Linked DNA regions of Triticum aestivum: region 2 is linked to region 1. Evidence: chromatin contacts called from public Hi-C data. All regions are on one chromosome and are shown on one strand. The core of a region is the stretch at or near the end of the contact, and the rest is flanking DNA. Distances in the headings are between cores, read along the strand shown.

Region 1 (4,617 bases), core at 917-3,416:
AGGATAAATGAAATTAATGGGATAACAGACAAAAAAGAGGGCAAGAAGTATTCATAGAGTGTGTGGGCCTCTCATGTTACCATCACAGTTCAAATGCAGTGTGCCCTCTATGAATCTTGACGACGCACAGTCAACAACTTACACACATTTTCCATCAAACATGAAGCAAGTGTTGCAAAACACAGCTACATGTCCAGGCCCTAGTATCCAAGTTTCTTGTACAAATTTCTTGTATAATGACTAAGTACGGTGATCCTCATAAAGAGCATCTTCGTAAAATCATTCGCTTCAAGTTCCTCAATGTTTGAAAAGTCTCAAAAGTACTTCAAATGAACTTCGCTTCATTTAATCTTCTCATGGACTACCCAATACAACTCTCTTTATCTTCTCTTCACGAAACTAATTTTCTCAAATCAAATCTTTGTCTTCATAGAAGAACTTCTTCATTCGGACAAGACTCTATCTTGCCAAGCAAATGAATTGTTAGGAATATAAAAAACATTCTTCAACAAATCAAGGGATTGTACTTTGCATCAAACCAATACTACCCTGGCAATTATTTCAGAAAAAAGATACTATCATAGGAATGGATGAATACGCAAGACAAGGTAATATAAGCATTTCCAGATTGGTTAATCACACATTCTAGTGACAAAAATTAATCACCGAAGCACATGAACAGACTGCAATGACTAGAGTATTTTCATTGGGCCTAAACGTTAATGCACAAACATGATTGCAAACCAAAATCACACCAAATCTGAAAGATATGCTCACAACATCTCTTCATGAAAAAAAGGCTGGGATTACCAATCTTATGCAACAACAATGTAGATAAGCATTCAAGTCCTTATTTTTCTATATTTCACATTATCATGGGAAACAAGGCCAAAAATTGTTTGCCAACTGCAAATAAATTGTGCGAGTACATAAAACCTACCTGGTGTAATAATCCTTTGGCAGGTACACATCCCGAACAGGACCAAACCTTTCAAAAGGAACCCGTAGATCCTCCGGCCTGCCACAGATAAGAGAACAAAACTAAGGTAAATACCTTGAGAAGTGAAATATTCTTCTTTCGTGAAAAACGAAGTCATCAGGAAAGCTGTATCCATGTCACAGTAATTCTACCTGCAGCTCAATGGGATGTTGCGGACCAAGAGGCTTCCTGAACCCTGCTCCCTCCGTCCTCCATATCCCCTCCTTGGGGGACTTCTACCTCTGCCACCATATCCCCTCCTTGGGGGACTCCGGTATTGGGGACTGTACCTCCTCATTGCTTTGCCTGTAATTACATACACCACATGACATGTTACGGCCCTCTTTGATTTGAGGATTCCAAAAACACAGAGACAGTTAAAAAATGTAGGAGTTGGATGCTATGGCATGTTAAGTCGTAGATTGAAAACACCGAAGAAGGTAACAATTTAACATTATAAACTGTTTGGTCGCACCACATGAATAATACGTGAATTTTCTTGAAGGATTATTAGGTGATTGCCATGGCTGCCATGAAGACAAAGCAAAATTTCATTGTTTGGTCGCACCACGGGAATAATGCATGAATTTTCTTGAAGGATTATTAGGTGATTGCCATGGCTGCCATGAAGACAAAGCAAAATTTCCCGTGGACTTGCATGCAAGTTAGCACACAAGAATCTTTTCTACGGTTTTCAATACCAAGAATCAAACAACCTCTGTGGCAAGTTCCAGACAATGCGGCGTCAGCCAACCTATTGCCACGTCTAGTACAGTTGATTCAGCGTGATGATTAATGAACAGCGTGACATGAACAGCCTAACGAGCCTCTCTGGGGCAAGATTCGATATTTCCAGCGGGCGATGAGACTTCAGGAGTCAAAACTGAAGACCGCGGGTTTGCCCCGGGAGGACCAGCAAGGAACCCGCCGAATACGCCGGGGATCTAAGCCCGCGCCGCAGACCTAGGGCTTCCGGCGAAAGACCGCGCAAGCACGCGTACGCGTAGGAACGAACGCTGTCGTGGGCACGCGGATACAGGTGGGGAGGGAGGAAAGCGCGGTACCTGCCGGGGTGAGTCCGGTGATCGCCGGGGAGGTTCCGCCGCAGCCGCCGACGCCGCGATTGTGCGAGGGGAAAGAGAGGGCAAGAGAGGTGGGGGTGGCGAGGACGCGATATATAGAAAGGATGGGTTTGCTATCTTGTGGGCCTGTATTGTAACCCTATTTGAGTTTCAGTCAGATGGGCCTTGTTTCGATAATTCTAAAAGCAAGGCCCAAAGTCCCTGCCCCAGTCGACGTGCGTGCGCAGGCCCAATTCTAAAAGCAACTCTAAGGAAGGTTTCCAGCGATTTTTTTCTTTCTGTTTTTCATTGGGGTTTTCAGTGTTCAATCTTTCTTTCCTATAAAAAAACTAATATTGGTTGTTTTCAAAAAGTGATTTTTTAAGAACATTTTTTTTGAATTTTATGAATGTTTTTTTAAATATGAACATTTTTTAAAATTCATAACATTAAAAAAACTAAATTCTTTAAAAAAACGAAATTTCCAAAAAACTCAAAAAGAAAATAATCGAAAAATAAAAGGAAAAAGGAAAAAAAATATGGCTAAGTACAATTACAACCCTTGACTTCAGTTTGGTCCAAGTTCCACCCTCAACTCTCAAAACCATTTAAAAGACAAACATCTATGTGTTTTTGACTGGTTCTGAACTAAGTGGCACCACATCACCTAGAAAACCGATACAACCCAACATTCATATTCTTCCCATCTATTTCCCCGCCCAAATCCCTTCTCCCTCTTCCCTTTGCCGCCAAATGGGGAACATATGTTGTGGCGGTTGGCCAGCGACAATAGGAGCTGAAGTCCCAGCACGTAGCCTAGTTGTGAGATAGCCAAGGATGGCTCCTACAGTTGCAAGCTCAATCCCGACGACGATGGTGGCCACCAGTGGCGGAGCTACCAGCAAAAAGCTGGGCGGGCCAGGTTGCTAAACATGGTGCTAAACTTGAATTGCTGCATGCTGACTAGTCTTGTGTGTCTGTGAGCTGAGCAGTAAGCTTAGGTATAAATATTTTTTTGGAAAAGCTGGGCGGGCCACGGCCTTGTTTGGCCCTAACGTAGCTCCGCCGGTGGTGGCCACCGAGCTCGCGCTCTATCACCCTAAGGGTCGCCGGCGAGGAGTGAAAAAAATATAGCAACTCGGCGTTGGACGACGGTGCGGTGTCCGGCGGTTGTAAAGGGTTGAACGACTGCGCAGGACCGAATGGTTGCGTGTTTACTCAATGACAGGTGTGTGAGACGCTCTGCTAGTATGGACAAATGTGTGGTTTCGAAATCTGTACGACCGTGTGGCGTCGGACCAGTGCACACAAGTTAGCGCCTGCGAAGGTGTGCTCTGGCTCGACGAAGTGCACCCCCACCCCCTCCCACCCTCCTAAGCGCGCACGAGCGACATCAAAATATGGCAGCGGAGTCGAGGGTTGGGAGGCGACAGAGGTGGGATATCCCCTGCCGCAGAGAAGCCGGTGGTGGGAAGACGGGAAGGGGATCCAAAAAGAGAGAACACGGAGCGAGGAGAGTTAGGGGAAGACTATGGCGTGTGGGCCTTGTGCCCTCGTCTAATTTCTTGCTGACCGGCGCCACCTAGGAGAAAACCAGAGTAAAATAACAGCGGATAAGTTGGTGGCGGGTAAAATACGTTGGGCAGTTTTTAATTTAACAAGAAAAACGTGCCGAGTGATGAGCGCCGACGCAACGCGACGAGCCACTCGTCGGGCGTAGGCACATGTGATGTCTCTGGTGGAGTAGACCGTACCCGTGCCCCGGTCGCCACGGCTCTCGGCCCATGTCGAGCCCAAGCTACGTCCTCCCCCACCACACGTCAAACAAAAAAGAAAAGAAACTACGTCCTCCCCTCTATGACTGAGAATTTCCACGAGGCTACAAGTCTGGCTACAGTAGGTTGATGCTTGATCTCGAGTCTCGACCGGCCCGTGTTTGTTTATGCGTGCGCACGCGCCAAATCATTTCAAATCCAAGTCACGCGCAACACAGGCGTGAGAAGGACGGAGTGGGTTTTTCCCCCGCATGCAACATGCATGCCGTGTTTTTTTTTTTTTGAAGATGATTCGGCTAAAAAGAAGAACTTCAAAAGGACTCGTCACTTTGTTTTGTTTTGTTTGTTATTTTTTAGCGTGATTTTGTTGTGTTTATTAAAGAACAATATCTTCATTTCTTTCTAATTCATGAATTACTTCATCCAAAAGTTTGAACCACTTTTTGTTTGAGAATTAAAAGTCTGAACCAATTGTGAGGCAGACAATATACTTCAACACGGCCCCTTGTGTCTAATTAGTTATGAGCCTTAGGGCATCTTCAACGGCAACCCGTAAATTTTTCCCCCGCATCTCTACGTGGATATGGATACGGGGGACGCCATCCAACCCTAGCGTGTATATGTCCGCCAATAAATTCAAATTCAAATGTACACCGATCTGATCAACACAACATGCTGGATTGCAATGCCCGATCACAACCGAAAAAAGGCAAATATACTTAGTTTTTACATGTCTGAATTCAAAAGAATATCAGTCCGACAATCTGTGCATTTCTGCCCTGCCGGACTGGCAATCCCAGCC
Region 2 (4,617 bases), core at 1,405-3,904, 150 kb after region 1:
TCGGTGGTCGATAGAACTTGAGAGAATATTAATTCTACATTTAGCTCCTTATTGGGTTCGACACTCTTATTTATTGTAAATTCTACAACTAATCCCATATACTTGTGGGTTATTAGCGCAACTCTCAGATATGATCTCAGGGCTCTTTAATGAAGCAGAGTATGAGCAGTGCCTCCCAATGACCGCACTCATACCTATGACCAGATCTTCCAGTGGGCGAGAAGGCAGACAAGCCTAGCTCCACATCCAACTACAAGGTGGCATTGGACCAATTTCCTTTACCTCTGACGATGTTTGTATGAATCTTCTATTCAACTGTCTCTGAATTCAGTTACCTCTGATGTTAGTCAATTATCTGTGATGTACCATAATATGTGATGTATCACACTTTGCTCACGAGTCTGAATTTGTTTGTCAATTATCTTTAATGTATCACGCATGATGAATGTGTTGGTGTTTTGGCAAACCAATTAGATCATTGTATTGGTAAATTATGGCCTAACAACACAATCCAATCTTCTATTTGTTTGAATTTGTGCATCTTCTGGTGTAACAGACATCAAACATCTTGTAGTCTAATGTCATTATTCTAAAGCAAATGGCTAGACCCAAATCATAACAACATGATCACAACATTCTCAATTCAAACATCTAAGAACAAATACCAGAATCACCACAACACGATCACCCGCATTATCAATAACTAGCAACTTGCAGCTCACAATTTCAGCAACAATAGTAAACAGCATGCCCATAAGCCTTGTTGGATGATACACCCTTTCCTTGCCCATAAGTCTCAATTTTATGATAACAAAAAGGTCTTCTCATGATTTTCTTCTCATCCTCTCTCTTATATCTCCATTAAGTGAAGTTCCTCGATTGGTAGAAATCAGCAAAACATAAATGCAAGCAAATCCGCATGTATAACTAAAACATACTAATTTATGAACTAAAACAATGCACTGCATCCACTCCCAAATCTATATTTCAGACTAGTATGGGGGCTGTCAATTGTCTCGTTTAGACTAAAATATGTCTGGACTAGTTCTTTCTAAAATATGAACTAATACAGTCCACAACACCCACTCCCAAATATACAACTTAGACTAATTGTTCAATGATTCATTGAATCAACACACACTGATCGCTCTCAATGCACCCAATCGACACTTCCCTAACCCTAAGTTCCAAACTGACCACAAACCCTAATTCCCACACAAACACAAACCATAATACCCAAATCCTAGGTCTAAACCTAATTTCTAAATAGAATGAGAGATAAGTGAAACAACTCCTCCTACTGGTGAGTGCCACCGCAGCCGTGCTTCAGCAGTGGTGACAAGGAATGGAAGATGTTGTTACCACAACAATTGCCCTTGTTGCCGTCGTGGTGTGCCGTGCCCCCCCCCCATCGCCATCGGCATGGTGGGCTGTTATGCCCCCTCTACCGCTGACAAGGGGAGGAGAATGACGGGGGAGAGAGTGAGCCAACCCCGCGCCTCAGACCGAGAGTGCCGCCCTGACCGATCCGTTAATGATCATTAATGCTTGCCGTCACACCCGTCGCCAAGCTTTACCACGTCAAAACTCACTCAAAAGTTTCGTCGGTGTTTTTACCACTATCAAAGATAATGTGTTTTGTCAGGTTTTGAATTCCGACATTTTTTCTAATTAGGATATGAATTTGGTGGTTTTATGCATTTCATTCTTCTGGAGACGATGGGTCGAAGAAAGCTCTTCTGCATGATGACCGCTATGTATTGATGTATTGAGATATTCATGTTGTAGCTTGTGGCGAGTGTAAGCCAACTATATCTTATATTCTCTTCTATTCAGTTGACGGTACTTTTTAATGATGTCCACCTTGCTATGTGTCGCGATATTCGTTTCTACCCCCATCGAGATTTTCAAGTCTGGATCGGGCTAGAGCCGCATGTTAGGCGTTACAGGGCGGGGTTTGTACCCCCAAGACAACAAACCAAGTCACATGATCTTATATATCCGATGCCATCTCGCATGCATACCCTTCTCGGTCGCCATGACCACCCTTTACAACCGCAAGAATAATCCGTCGGAGAAAGGGGCGTGCAATACAACACAACCACCTCGCTAACCATCCGAGTAGCCATGTCACAAACTCACCTCTATTTCATACTCCCCAATAAAACCCTCTCCCGTGAACCAATCCACGGCTGGATGGTAATGAGGACAGCGGTAACCCCAACCCACGAGGGTTCAAATCCCGGTGCTTGCATTGTTCCCGTCGAGTACGAGACGCCTGTGATGACTTCGTCAACCTCAACATGGCATGCCTCTGCATCTGCACCGCATTCTAAAAATAAATAAAAACAAAACCCTCTCCCAATAAATCAGTTTTAGACTTTGTGTCACATCCCATAATCCCAGCAATAATGATAAGCCAGACCCAGCACAGCCTGACACAACATCACATAATTAAAACCATAAACAAGCTCCACGATACATCAAATCAAATCAACACGCGTTACGGTGGATGGAACAACGAGAAGAAGCACCTCGAAGGAGGCCGTGGTGGTGGTGGTGGTGGTGGACGCACCGCCAAACAAACAAGCAAACCAAATGCCTCCCCAACAGCTCCCGGTTTGGATTAAAGCCTAAACCCGCCCCCGAACGCCCCCCACCCCACCCCACCCCACCCAATTATCCATCCCGTCCCGTCCCATCCTCCGCTAACAGCAGCAGCAATAAAGAACGCCGAGAAAGAAAAAGAGGGAAATTTTCCGGCCGGAGCCCTCCTCCGCATTATCATATGCTGGTATGACAGTCGTTAGTGGTTGGTGCCCGCTTTGTTTACCCATTTGTTTTTTGGGCCCGAGAAGAAGCAGCAGCGGAAGGTTGAAGAAGCAGCAGCAGCGGCCAAGATTATTGTAATCCCGGGTGGGAGGGATCTGATTTTGTCCCCGTGCCGGAGGAGAGAGAGAGAGAGGGAGGAGCAAAGATTCACCGATTTTCTTTCTCCTCTCCGCCGCTGTCTCTCTCCCCTCCCGCTATCCCCAGCCAAGATCGGCTTGCGGGGCTCGTGACAGCAATCCCTCTGCCGGCCGCTGCCTGCCCCCCGCCCTCAGGTCACCCTCCCTTTCCCCAATATTCTATCCCCCTCTCCGCATCATTGCCCCCCCCTCCGCTGGCCGCGGCGGCGGCGGCGGCGGCAGGGGCGGAAATTCCTTGCGCATGTTCGCGTGATTTTGCTGCTCTGGTTCTTGCTGCTGCTTCTTCGCTTCGGGGAATTGGGGTGTCTGATCTGAGTGGGTGCAACTGCAACTGCAACCGATCCTTTTTGTTTATCTTTTTTCTTTCCGTGTGGTGCTGCTGTTATCGGCTCCAATGATTGGTTGGTGAGCTTTTCTTGGCTTTTGAGTGCGGCGATAGGTATGTGGCTAGCTAGCCTCTCTGAATTGCGAGGCCTCTTCTTGGTGTTTCTGCCTGGGTTCTTCAGTTCAGGAGCTGGGAGAGATTAGGAGCCTTGGCTGTGGATTTTAGTGCAGCCTAGAGTTGGGATTCTTGAGGAACTGAAGGTATTGGGGGTTTTGGCCTCAAGTTCTTGGTTCCCCTGTTTTTGATGCCTCAAGAAATTACCCCCTCTTCACCTCTTTGGTATGGAATTCTTGGGTATCCTCTTAGAATTCTGTGTTTCATATGCGGTCTTGGTACCTCAATCTGAGTTTCTAGTTGCTTCCCCTCCCCCAGCTACCAGTAGAGCTGGCTTTTGGGCACTCTTCCAGCTACCAGTAGATCTGGTTACAGTGGGAACCCTTCCATCTTTGCTTGCTGATCCTTGAATCTTTGTTTCATTGGATGCCCTGATGAAACCCATGCTCTTATTTTTCGTCTCTTGTTTTGCTGTATCTTGTAGTGCAGCATTTATCTGTGCAAGGGAACTCTTAGCTCTTGTCATCAGAATTTTAAGTTATTATATTCATCTTTTGCGTGTGACAACTGACAACAAGGCTGTGCCTTGGACATTGCTCCTGGCTCACCACTCCCACCTCTGTCGTATCATTGAAAATTACTTAAAATCCGAGCTGCAAACAAGTAGTATGAAAGTAGTTTCTATCTAGCTAGCCATCTGATGCCATTTCATTCATCTCTTCTTCCAGAATCATCCTGAATCATCGGTGCACGCCCGTATCTTCGGTGGTTGCCGCTGAGCTGGTGAAGGAGTCCTGCGCACGCCTCGGCCATCAATGATTGATCAGACAAGGTATTGCCGGCCAGCACATAATCGTATTTCATTCAAGAACAGGCAAAATAACAATATTTTCTTCAGAAACACAAAATAATCCGTGCTTTTGCAGTTTTGTGTTTGTATGTGTGGTATAGAGGCCGGCCGTGTTATCTGGTTTGGTGGTTCCTTCGGGTGGCTTTGGCCCCTTTGGATGCTTGTGTTATTCTGGTGAAACATAAGGAATTTCCCACCACATTCTCACCGTCTTGGTGAGGAAGGTGCAAACGGCCAAGAACCTAGCTGAGCTGAGCTCATAGATGGCGGACCACCTGTACCTTTAGCCTGCAAACAAGCATCTTGCACTGTCACCTTGCATTGTCTTGTTTCCTGAGCATTGGTGTCTGTTTCTTCCA

What was found. Hi-C and Micro-C count contacts between places; a contact is called where the count stands out from the background.
Region 2: a Hi-C map of leaf shows a contact between it and region 1, with 3 times the contacts expected there. The contact joins the promoter of LOC123087285 here to the promoter of LOC123087284 in region 1. A contact is called at or near these places in 3 of 5 Hi-C or Micro-C datasets (leaf and an unstated tissue).

What each region holds. Positions count from the first base shown.
Region 1 is chr4A:592,594,623-592,599,239 of IWGSC CS RefSeq v2.1, forward strand. LOC123087284 (serine/arginine-rich SC35-like splicing factor SCL30) reads right to left here and starts at 2,167. Exons shown (of 8, transcript XM_044509255.1): 1 at 2,044-2,167; 2 at 1,132-1,285; 3 at 941-1,018. The coding sequence starts at 1,277.
Region 2 is chr4A:592,740,896-592,745,512 of IWGSC CS RefSeq v2.1, forward strand. LOC123087285 (BEL1-like homeodomain protein 7) reads left to right here and starts at 2,655. Exons shown (of 6, transcript XM_044509257.1): 1 at 2,655-2,794; 2 at 4,137-4,240.